Linked DNA regions of Zea mays: regions 2, 3 and 4 are each linked to region 1. Evidence: chromatin contacts called from public Hi-C data. All regions are on one chromosome and are shown on one strand. The core of a region is the stretch at or near the end of the contact, and the rest is flanking DNA. Distances in the headings are between cores, read along the strand shown. Region 1 holds the start of LOC100382937. Region 2 has its middle 45 kb from the start of LOC103648929. Region 3 has its middle 13 kb from the start of LOC111591033. Region 4 has its middle 130 kb from the start of LOC100274585.

Evidence for each region. A called contact is a pair of places that touch in the nucleus more often than the background predicts.
Region 2: a Hi-C map of ear shows a contact between it and region 1, with 2.6 times the contacts expected there. The contact joins the enhancer-like site here to the promoter of LOC100382937 in region 1.
Region 3: a contact with region 1 is called in a Hi-C map of tassel, with 3 times the contacts expected there. The contact joins the enhancer-like site here to the promoter of LOC100382937 in region 1. A contact is called at or near these places in 2 of 25 Hi-C or Micro-C datasets (ear and tassel).
Region 4: a contact with region 1 is called in a Hi-C map of leaf, with 5 times the contacts expected there. The contact joins the enhancer-like site here to the promoter of LOC100382937 in region 1. A contact is called at or near these places in 4 of 25 Hi-C or Micro-C datasets (ear and leaf).

What each region holds. Positions count from the first base shown.
Region 1 is chr2:136,132,204-136,134,821 of Zm-B73-REFERENCE-NAM-5.0, reverse strand. It overlaps LOC100382937, which reads right to left and starts at 1,318. Exons shown (of 9, transcript NM_001175623.2): 1 at 458-1,318. The coding sequence starts at 1,210.
Region 2 is chr2:135,360,160-135,362,777 of Zm-B73-REFERENCE-NAM-5.0, reverse strand. No RefSeq gene overlaps it. Among protein-coding and RNA genes, the nearest start is that of LOC103648929, 45 kb to the left of the region's middle. Within about 2 kb of position 1,282, at least 7 of the 20 cell types and tissues checked have an H3K27ac peak or open chromatin away from gene starts, as enhancers often do. A contact at or near this core is called in ear, where this site is marked.
Region 3 is chr2:136,911,302-136,913,919 of Zm-B73-REFERENCE-NAM-5.0, reverse strand. No RefSeq gene overlaps it. Among protein-coding and RNA genes, the nearest start is that of LOC111591033, 13 kb to the right of the region's middle. Within about 2 kb of position 1,314, at least 13 of the 20 cell types and tissues checked have an H3K27ac peak or open chromatin away from gene starts, as enhancers often do. A contact at or near this core is called in ear and tassel, where this site is marked.
Region 4 is chr2:136,767,431-136,770,048 of Zm-B73-REFERENCE-NAM-5.0, reverse strand. No RefSeq gene overlaps it. Among protein-coding and RNA genes, the nearest start is that of LOC100274585, 130 kb to the right of the region's middle. Within about 2 kb of position 1,293, at least 16 of the 20 cell types and tissues checked have an H3K27ac peak or open chromatin away from gene starts, as enhancers often do. A contact at or near this core is called in ear and leaf, where this site is marked.

The DNA of each region.
Region 1 (2,618 bases), core at 69-2,568:
ATTGGTGCACATATTAAATCATCACCACTCATTTTAGATCTAATGTCTCTGGTTGTTTGGTATATTTTGCTAAAAACACCCTCCAAAGTGGTGGTGTGTAGTGGTGGAAGGTGTTATTTGTAAATTGAATGATCAACCAGAGACGTTAGATCTAAAATGAGTGGTGATGATTTAATATGTGCACCATGTGCACCCATCTTCTATGTGCACTAGATATGTCCTCTCTCACAGCAGGCTCATGGAAATAAACAAAATTCGCCCTCTGGGTTCTTTTGGCACACCAATTCTGCTGGGATCCTCAGCTCATGGTAATGCAGTTAATTAAGGTTTACTCATGTCCCCTTTTTAAAGTAGAACTGAAGAAATGATGTACATACAGTAGCTAGGAAATCCTAATTTTGGCGCACAATTCCCTCAGTGACAAGAGGCGGGCGGAAGAGGGGAGATATAGATATACCGGGAGGCTACGAAACTCCTTGGTAAGCGTGGCGGGCTTCCCGACCTTCTTGTCGAGCGCCTTCAGCGCCTGCTTGCAGAGCCTCACCTCGTCGGCCGTGAGCAGCTTGGGGGGCGGGTCAGCGTCCGGGTCGAGCGGGTCAAACTCCGCCGCCGGCAGAGAAAGAGGAGGCGGAGTCGACGAGCGGCGGCGAGGGGCGGGGCCCCTGCCACCCCTCAGCGGCGTGTTCCCCGTGGCTTCGGTCTCGCGGCGGCGGCGCTTGGAGGCGTGGATGGTCGGGGGTGAGGGGGAGCTGGCGGGAGAGGCCGCGGGGGGAGTCGTCGGGGTCGCCGTGGCGGACGGTTTAAATAAAGCGGACGGCAGCAGGCCGCGGAAGTGGATGGGTTGGAATTCTCTGTGGTGATATGGGGTGGAAGATTTGACTTCGGAGGCAAGAAGACGACGGGTGGGTGACGCTGACGGCGACGAGAGCCGCGGGTGACGCTCGCTCGCTCTAGATCCGACGCGGAGCAGGTGGCCAGGCGCCGGCGGCGCGCGGGAAGGGACAGCACCAGCAGCGGGCTCGTCCTCGTTTTGAAATGGTGGCTTCTGCTCGCGGTTGCACGGGAGGGGAACCGGGGTGAATGGAATGGCGGACTCGACGGCGACTCGGCGAGGCGAGAGCCGAGAGGATACACGCAACGGAAAAGTAAAGCCGCTCACTGGATTCGAAACCGCCAGCAGTGGTGGGCCCAGGCCTACCATCAATGTCATGGTCTATGCACCTAGGCTATTTTCAATTGACGTTCTTTTTTATTTGTTGTGCTTTATTTTTATTTATTTATCGTGTTTTATTTTTTTATTTGTGGCGTTTTATTTTTAAAATAAACTTGCTGATGTAGCAAGGTATTTAATAAGATATTCGAGAACGAAAGTAGTATTCATTAATAATATAATATATAGAAATCTTTGTTGGTGTGACAAGGTATTTAATAGGAGTGAGAATTAATTGTATCTTAAGTAAGATACTTTTTTGACACAATATCTTAGGTTATGGTAAAAAAATGTTTGAGTCCATTCTTATCGACACAACATCACAACAATTAAATAGTTAAAACATATGCGTATGATACTGTTGGGGCCTTCTATGCCGAAGATCACTTGCCTAACCATTTTACTTCGACACAAGCTAGTGTGTTTTAGGAATATCTCTACTAATGGACGAAGCCAACCTTCGGCCAGGAAGACGTGCAGAGTAGCTTCGCACATGACGATCACTTGAAACTCGAAGATTAACGAGTGCACTTCAGAAATGTTCTTATAGGAGTACGAAGCCAAGCTTCGACAGAGAGCGACATACAAAAACACTTCATCTATATGCAAGCGGTAAAGACAGTGGCCGAAGACAGCAGCTTCAGCCAAATACTGAAAGAAAGAAGCAACTGAATGACGAAGGCTGGGACTCGTGGAGTCAAGGACGAAGAAAAGTACGTTGTTGCCCCTAAGTTGTTTGTAAATGACTTATGTAAAATTGGATGGATATTATTGTAAATCCATACTAGGTCAGTTCATCTCCCCTATAAATAAATGAACAGTACCTCGCATAAAGTACCTTTAGCTAGGTGCTACAGCTTCGCATAACTCAGCCTCTGAAACACCTTCGCGCTATCTTGCATCAAGAAGCCGAAGGTATGATTGTAAGCTTGTTTTGTATGAGAAGAGAAATAAGATGCTAAGGCATATGAGACGAGTTCTCATATCTCACTTTGTCATACTCTTCGCATTCTATTTGATTACATTCAACCTTCGTCCTCGAAGAGTTATCCTGGAGAGACAACATTTCAAGGACGAAGGCTTCTACCTTTTAACATTGTGTTGCCTTGTTTTTTATTCCATATAGCAATCGAAAACAAATGACCAACATTGGCGTCCACCTTCATATATCTCACAACCATGACAACCTTCATCACGATGAAGAGCATGACAAACCATCAAGCTTTGTCAACTTCCATGGAGAAGCTTACTCTCCCCATTATCGGGGGCTCAAGCTTCGAACCCAGTAATAAAAAGCAGAAGAAAGAAGCCAAAGAAGGGTACAACATGTTGGTGTCCAAGGACCCTTAATCAGGGCCAGATGGTCCCACATCTCCATTACTTTTTCTCAGGATGATCTTCGTCTCAA
Region 2 (2,618 bases), core at 33-2,532, 770 kb after region 1:
TTCCCTTGTCTATGATTTGAAGCTGTGATTTAAAATGCAAAAGGCTAGTAGTTGAAAGGGGATTTCAAGTCAATCCATTAGCTGGGCGTGTTGTGGTGTGAATTTGTTTTAGTTGGACAGGAGGGAGGGGAAGCGGCGTGCTCAAACTGCACATCGGCATGAGCTTGCTTGCTTGTCCTGTGTGCTCAGCATAGAGGATAGATATGAGGCTTCAAATATCTGAGTATTGAGAGGAAACTTTGGGGCTCTGAAACTTTTGACATGTGTGTTTTAGCAAGACGGTAGACTTTGCTTTGTGAGAATATTTGGTTAGCCTTGGTCGATTTGTTGCTGTTGGAAATAGAGAGATAAAGGGGTAAACAGAAGGGGTTCAGGTGGACACTGGAGTGTTGGACTCAAATGAATTCAGTGTTGGTTTCTAACTCTGAAAAGATCTTTGTATCCCTGCTGTGCTCCACTGGTTTGTCAAGACTGAGTTATGGATGAGTATTACAGAGAGTGGCTGTGGAGCTTCTAGTGTCTGATGGGTTTCACTAATGAAAATATCTGCACATGGGTGGAATTCAGAGTTATCCGATAAAATCCTTACCCATTGCCGGACCTGGTTCACTGCCCCGCTGTCCCTTTGAACCAGCGTGGTGATGGGTGAGTAAAGCCACGTAGCCAAGCTCATGCAACCATTGACACCTCAGGGCCCTTGTCTTGCGTGGTCTGATCATGCTCGACCGGCGTCTGTTTGCCTGCTCCATATTGCCACAATCTTGGTTCAGTAAAGCCCTACCTCTATCCCCGGGTCTAACCCAGCTCACCGTGTGTTGTTGTGTTTCATGTTCCCACGTCTACGTTAATCCTCCCATGTCACCCCAGTTGTTTGCCCAGGTCTATCGCGCGCCGTCTTCCTGTAGCCTGTGACCACACCGTCCAGTTTCCCCACCCTGCCGTGGCCAGGGCTTTCCGGGGGGTTGTTTGTTTGTTGTGTGCATGTTCCATCATCCCCTTGGGTCAGTGAAACTCTCCGAGCTTCCCTTTCCATCTCTGCCGCAATAATTCCTCGGGAACATCGTGGCGTCGTCGGTGATTACCGCTTGGGGCAACCTCGTCGTGGCCGGCCTTGTTGGGAACTGGTTGCGTGCACGCTACGGATCAATCCACTTCGGGGTGAGCCACTGGTGCTTTCCCTCTTCTTGTTTCGAGCTCTATCATGCTGTTGGACAGTGTGTTGCTGCCGGAGTTTGACGCCACCGCCGGTGCGTGCGAAGGAGGACGCGGGCGCGTGCGTGGTAGAGCTTTGGGCTTCCTGGCGCTAGTTTTCTCTGGTGCTGGGCCAATTGGGCCAGTTCCGGCCCAAGCTTTGTGTATTGTTTTTCTTTGTTATATGCCTGATGCCTTGTTTATTATGCCAGAAATCGAAGAAAATTGCAAAAATGATAGGACAAATTTTGTTAGGTGTATAAAATCAAACACTCTCTGGTAGAAACATTCTTGGAATTTTTGTAGAAAATATATATTTTTAGAGGAATAAAAGGTGCCGTAAAATGCTTATCTGAAATTTTAGTAACAATAATACAGCACTAAAAAGTTATGAGAAAAATTATGTAAGCTTATGTTGAGCATATGAACCTTTGGTAAAAATTTGGAGCTGTTAGGACAAGATTTGCTTAGCAAATTAATTATTGCTCAATAAAGGAAAAGAGTTTTACCCCTGGGTAATTAAGGCACCTGATGTCTTAGTAAAGAATGAAATTGTTTAGCAAGTTTTGGATGGTTAGATGAGTTCTAAGGATAAGTAGCTACCTGGTAGTTATGGCTTGTGATGATAGCTTGCATGTTAAGTCTAGGAGTAATATGTGTTGTCTCCTTTGCAAGTTGCATATTTCTAGTTTAAGCAAGCATTCATATTCATATCATTTCATGTAGAACACCAAGAACGAGAATTGGTCCTTGTGAAGAAGGAACCTACTCCAGTGCTATTGATCCAGGGATGGGCCATCTAACTGATCATCGTGTTAGAAGTATCTAGAACCTCTTCTCTGCAACAAAGGCAAGCCTCGGTGCATTTGCCCCTTCCTTGTGTTTTAAATGTTTTATCACCTTAAATGATGCATTAGGTGATAGGAGTTGTGTGATGAACAATTGATGCATTACCATTCCTTGGAATTTGAATACTATACCTTGATCCCTGATTTATAAAAAGAACTGATAATGCTTAACCCTGCTTAGAAACTGAAAAATCCTTTGTTTTCAAAAACAATGGTGTGGAACATTGGTTATGGGCTTTTTGATTCAAAAACCAAAACAAACTAAGGTGATGAATCCTCTATGGCTGGAGTGGACTCGGCACTCGAAAAGAGTATCCCTGCCGGGTACCAAAAATGGGAAAAGGGTTTGAATAAATCTAGACCAGACGTTGAGCAGACAAGGTCGCCCGTCTGTGTCGGTTAAGGATCGTACCGTTGACTGGCCTGTTGTGGTTGAGACTTTGCAAATAGCAACATACCCTGGTATGGGATAGGGTAAGCTTGAACTCGGCTATTCCATACGTGAAGAGACAATCGCGCACTAGGAGTAGAGAGATGGTGGGAGTAGCATGTACCCTCCTGGCATAGTAGCACGCCTGG
Region 3 (2,618 bases), core at 65-2,564, 780 kb before region 1:
TGTGAATATGTGGTTGTATATGAACTCTGTGTATATGTGTATGCAATCTGTGTTTTTTTTGTAAATGTCAAAAATTAAAAAAAACAGATTTTTTTTGTAGTTGCTGAAATTTGTTATGTCCGACGGCTTAAGAAAGACCGTCGGAGATAACACGTGTTTATGTCCGACAGCTGATGCGAGACCGTCGGACATAAGGGATGTGGGCCTCACCTGCGCCCGTTAAAACGGTTGACATATATTATGTCCGATGGACTGACGTGGCCATTGGAGATAGCCTATGTCCGACGGCGGCCGTCAGACATAATACTATTTCCGACCTCTTATGTTCGACGGCCAGTTGCCATCGAAGATAAACGGATGCCGTCGGACATGAGCTATCTCCGACGGTTTAATGTTTATGTCCGACGGCCAAGTTTTGTGATTTACTGCAGTGAGTAGTAGTAGTAGGAGGAGGAGGAGGAGGAGCTAGGATATACAACAATTCTTCCTCCACTATAAACTGGGAGTAATATATATCACTATCGACTTAAGCCACTAGCTATCAGTAATTAATACAGTATCACTCTCGGTGTTGGTGGGTGGATCGTCACTAATCATTTTTTTAATATGGAGCCTGATTAGGACTAGTTTGGGAAAACCGTTTTTCCAAGGGATTTCAATTTTCCTAACGAGGCGTTTAGATCCCTTTATTTTAGAGGAATTGGAATTCACTCCTAAAGTAACTCATTTAGTTTGGAATTTGACATTCCACCACTTTCCAAATTCATGTGGTGGGGGATGGGAAATGATTTTATACAGTAGTAGAATTTGTTTCTACTCTTTAACTTATATGACACTCTTCGTCTTACTCCTCTATAGTAAATATATAGCACGTAAATATCTCTGACATCTTGCTAATAATAGTATACAAATATATTTTGTATAAAACCGAATTAGTTTAATTGATATATGCCTAAATTATTATTATTAGAATGGAATTTAATTCCAATGATTCAAACGGGGCGTAAGGGAAAATGAACTAATTTCTCTTGAAAAAATGAAAATCCTTTGGAAAATTGGGTTCCCAAATCAGCCCTTAATTTTAGAAATTTAAGTTAAAAACAGTAGTAAAGAATTAATAATAATGTTTTCAACGCAACCGGCGGCGAAGATCGGTGAAGTTCGACCGATGCAACGCACTTGTCTTCCGGCCGTGGCTTGGCTTGATTCGCTAGCTATATATAGCTAGTGCGCGCGCGTGTGGTGACCACGCCACCAGCAACACCTCGCGCGCGCGGCGGCACCGGCCGGAAATAGTGGCCTGGGAGACACGTAGAAAGCGCGAGGATGGCACGCGGCGGCGAAATGCATCGAGACCGCCGAGACGTACGGCTCTGGCTGTGGCCTGTGGAAAATATGGATGATGACGCGCGTCGACGTCGGACGCCCATGATCGCTATTCGATCGGGTGCGTGTGTGGCGTAACTGTATGTAGTAGAGGCTGTGTTGTTGTCGTAGACAGTACTATACATAGGAGCGCTGCATGCATGCATGTACGTAGCGTGTACATGTGACTGTGTCTGCATGTATAGCCTGAATACGCGCTACTACGTACGACTCTTTTCAGTTTCGGGTCCAATCATCCTGACGCGCGCGTGGTTCTCGTTCTTATGACGTTTGTGCTGCAAACTAGGGGTGTAAACGGTACGGATATTATCCGATCATCCGACCGTCCGAAGAGGCTAATTATTCGGTTGGATAGTTTTTTTCGGATATCCGCAGAATTTTCGGATTTCGGATTCGAATTCGGATAGTACAGTTCGGATATCGGATACAAATATGATATGACTGATATCCGTCGGATTTCGGATATCCGGATATCTTCTCGGATAACTGTCCGGATTTCATATTTCGGATATCCGGACATCTACCTAGATATCTTACCAGATTTTAGATTTCAGATATTCGGATAGTTACATGAGGAATCGCCCTAAATATCTAAGTTTCAACATAATCAATACTTCACTTTATCATTTTCATATGGGGATTTGAGGTTATGTTCTTATATAATGTTTATTGTTCCTGGTAACATATTTGCAATTTTCGGTCGATAGTGGAATATTTTATGAATTTAAATGCATTTTGATAATTTTCTATAGAAAAAATATAATAATACACAAATAGTCTCAAAAAATCGTGAAATTTGACGGAGGAGCAATATATGCCCATATAGCATCCTCAAAAATGTTTGGGCCATAAAATCTAAAGATTGCCAACATTTCTTTCAATTCACTTTCACTTGTTATGTGAGTTACATGTGATATCACCTTAACTATCCAAGTTTTAACATAATCAATACTTCACTTTATCATTTTCACATAGGGACTTCATATTATCTTTAATAGAATGTTTATTGGTCCTGGTAACTTATTTGCAATTTTTGGTAGACACTAGGTTATTTTATAACGTTAATTACATTTTGATGATTTTTGTAAAAAGAAATTAATAATACACAAATAGCCTTAGAAATTCATAAAATTTGATGGAGGGTTAACATTTGTCTACATAAAATTCTAAAAAATGTTTGGGCCATAAAGTCCATAAGATGCCAGTGATTGTTTTCATTTTCTTACACTTGT
Region 4 (2,618 bases), core at 44-2,543, 640 kb before region 1:
GCCACGGATGAGATGGTTCCGAAGCAGAATGTGGACCCGGGGCGGAGGACGATCTTGCGCTGGAAAGTGATGGCCATTGAGCTAGCTTGGATCAGTGACACAGCCCCTACCAGGCGCGCCAGATGTCGATGTTTTAGGTCCGACCGCGCACCCAGGGTTGCCCCTTGAGGTGCTTTTTGGAGTAGGACGGTGTTACCGACTGTAGCTCGATGGTTCGCGCTAGATGCACGAGAGACAGTGGACAATTTTGTACAAGTTCGGGCCTCTTTGAGATGCGTAATACCCTACGTCCTGGCGTGAATACTTTGTGTGGTGAGTTACAAGGAGGTTCTCTAGTATCGAGGATGTTTAGAGAACTGGGTGGATGGCTAAGTAGTGAGATATGTTTTTGAGGGGATGCCCCCTAGGCCTTATATACTCGACTGTGGGGCATTACATGTGGATATGATAACAATGTGAGACTAAGTAATAGTGAACCGACTGAACATATCTTCCTATAATTCCGCCGACCTATCTCCGCTCTGTTCCAATGTATGGGGCCCCTGCGCGGGAAGGTCGGATCCTTGTTGCGGTTGCCGTTCAAACTCATCGGGCCGTCTGGGCCTGTGTCAATCCACTTTACCGGACGTGCCTCCCCAGGCCCACGAAGGGATGGCCTTGCGAATTATTGGGCCCGCAGGCCTTTCGCGAGGTATTTTAGCCTTCCAGTGGATCCGGGGATATCTGTCCCCCACAGACCCTCAGAGGTAAAGTCAGTATTTACCCACATAACCCTAACTAGGGTTACTTAACAAAATCAATATAATGTCGAACTGTTTGAGGAAGTCTTCCAAAGCCCAAGAACCACGTGCGCGCACTGTGTGCGAGGAAGTTGAAGCCCAACACAGATTTAGAGATTAAGCTTTCGATGTCCCACCGAAAGAAAATTATATGAGAGTTACAACCCACATTATAATCGACCTTACAAGGCTTATGCTGTTCACAATCACATACAACAGCAGGCCTTATTTGTTGTCGTGTTTTATCACAAATAACTCTGTCGGGCTGGTGTTGCAACTTGCAAATCTGAGTAGAGTTATTTGTTTTTGTCTGCGTAGGTAACAGCTACATGAAGTGTAAATAGTAGCCGGCTTTAATACAAAGCGATACACGATAGTAAATGTAAATGAACTGAGGCCGCACAGCCTGAGCCCAGAATTACCCGTAGATGCGCGGGATTAGGCCCATCAAAAACGAATCGTAAAGGTCGCTTACACGCACGCTGTGCCCCTCAACTGGGTCGGATCTTGAACTGGGCTGTCAGTTACATGCTCAACCCCTCAATCTGAGTATGGGCTAACCTGAACAACCATATGTTGCTCCCGAGTAGGCGGGCCGATCAAATGCGCATAGTTGATTAGTTGTTACTCGTGATGTTCTCCGTTTCTGATTGACTGATAAAGGCCGTACGAATGCTAGACAGCAATATCCTAATACTAGAAACTAATGCAGTTCTATGTCTATTAAATTGTACAGGTACTGCACATTAAAAATTATAATTTCGCTGGGTAATTTTTAAAAATAATCTTTGTCCAAATTCATATCTTTTTTTCTTTATTATTTGAGTTCAGAAATAGTCTTTCTTTTGTGCTCTCAGACTGCTGCCTTGCCTAGCGAATGGACAAACCGCACCTCTCGTTTGGAGGGAACGTCATTTTCCAGGTCCGGTCCTGCCAATTTCCGGGCTGAAATCGAACTAAAATATGGTAAAAATAATATTTAATGTATATATCTAACATTACAATACTTAATACTTTTCTAAGGGTAATACTGATATATAATAATTATGTATATTAAATTACTTTAAAAAAGAAAATAAGGTTATTTTCGACGTAACCTCAATTAGGGTCTGTTTGGTTAAACTGTGGCTGCAAAAAATGTTGACGTGGACTGTGAGTTGTTAAAAAAGCTGTTGTGTATTGTGAGCTGTTAAAAAACTAAAAATCGTTTGGTGTAAATCACTAAAAATCGTTAAAAGTTCTTTAATATATGTTTTTATAGTTTCATATGAAAGCCACTAAAACAGAAACAGGGGTAATTTCAGTTTTATACTACGAGAAAATCGATTTTTAGAAAAAGTTGTTTTCTTAATCTAACTCTTTGGTTTGACTTTTACGAGGCAAAAGATAAAGCCAAAGATCGAAACAAACACTGTCATTCCCTCGTTCTCGCGCGCATCTCTCGTCCAACAGCCACCACTATCGTCCCTCCGCCGGCCCCTTCCCGACTTCTCCACATCCTGTGCTTCCTGCTGTCAAAGTAAGTTTATTTGTTCTATACATTTAAGCGTAATATTGGTGTAAGTTGATTGTTGGTATAGGATGGAAGATTTTGTGCACAAAAAAATGATTGGTATATTTTACACGAATAAGTGTTTGTTATTTCGATGGCTCTAAATGATTAGAGAATTTAATAAGGTTATTTTTATCGACCGACATGTGTTTAGAATATTAAAATTCTAATTTCTATTGACAATTATTAAACCATTAGAAATAAGGTTATAAGTAGGTCATTTAGTACCGTGTTTGTTAAGATAATCATGTTAATTAGAGCATGTTCTAAACCTCTAAAACTAATTA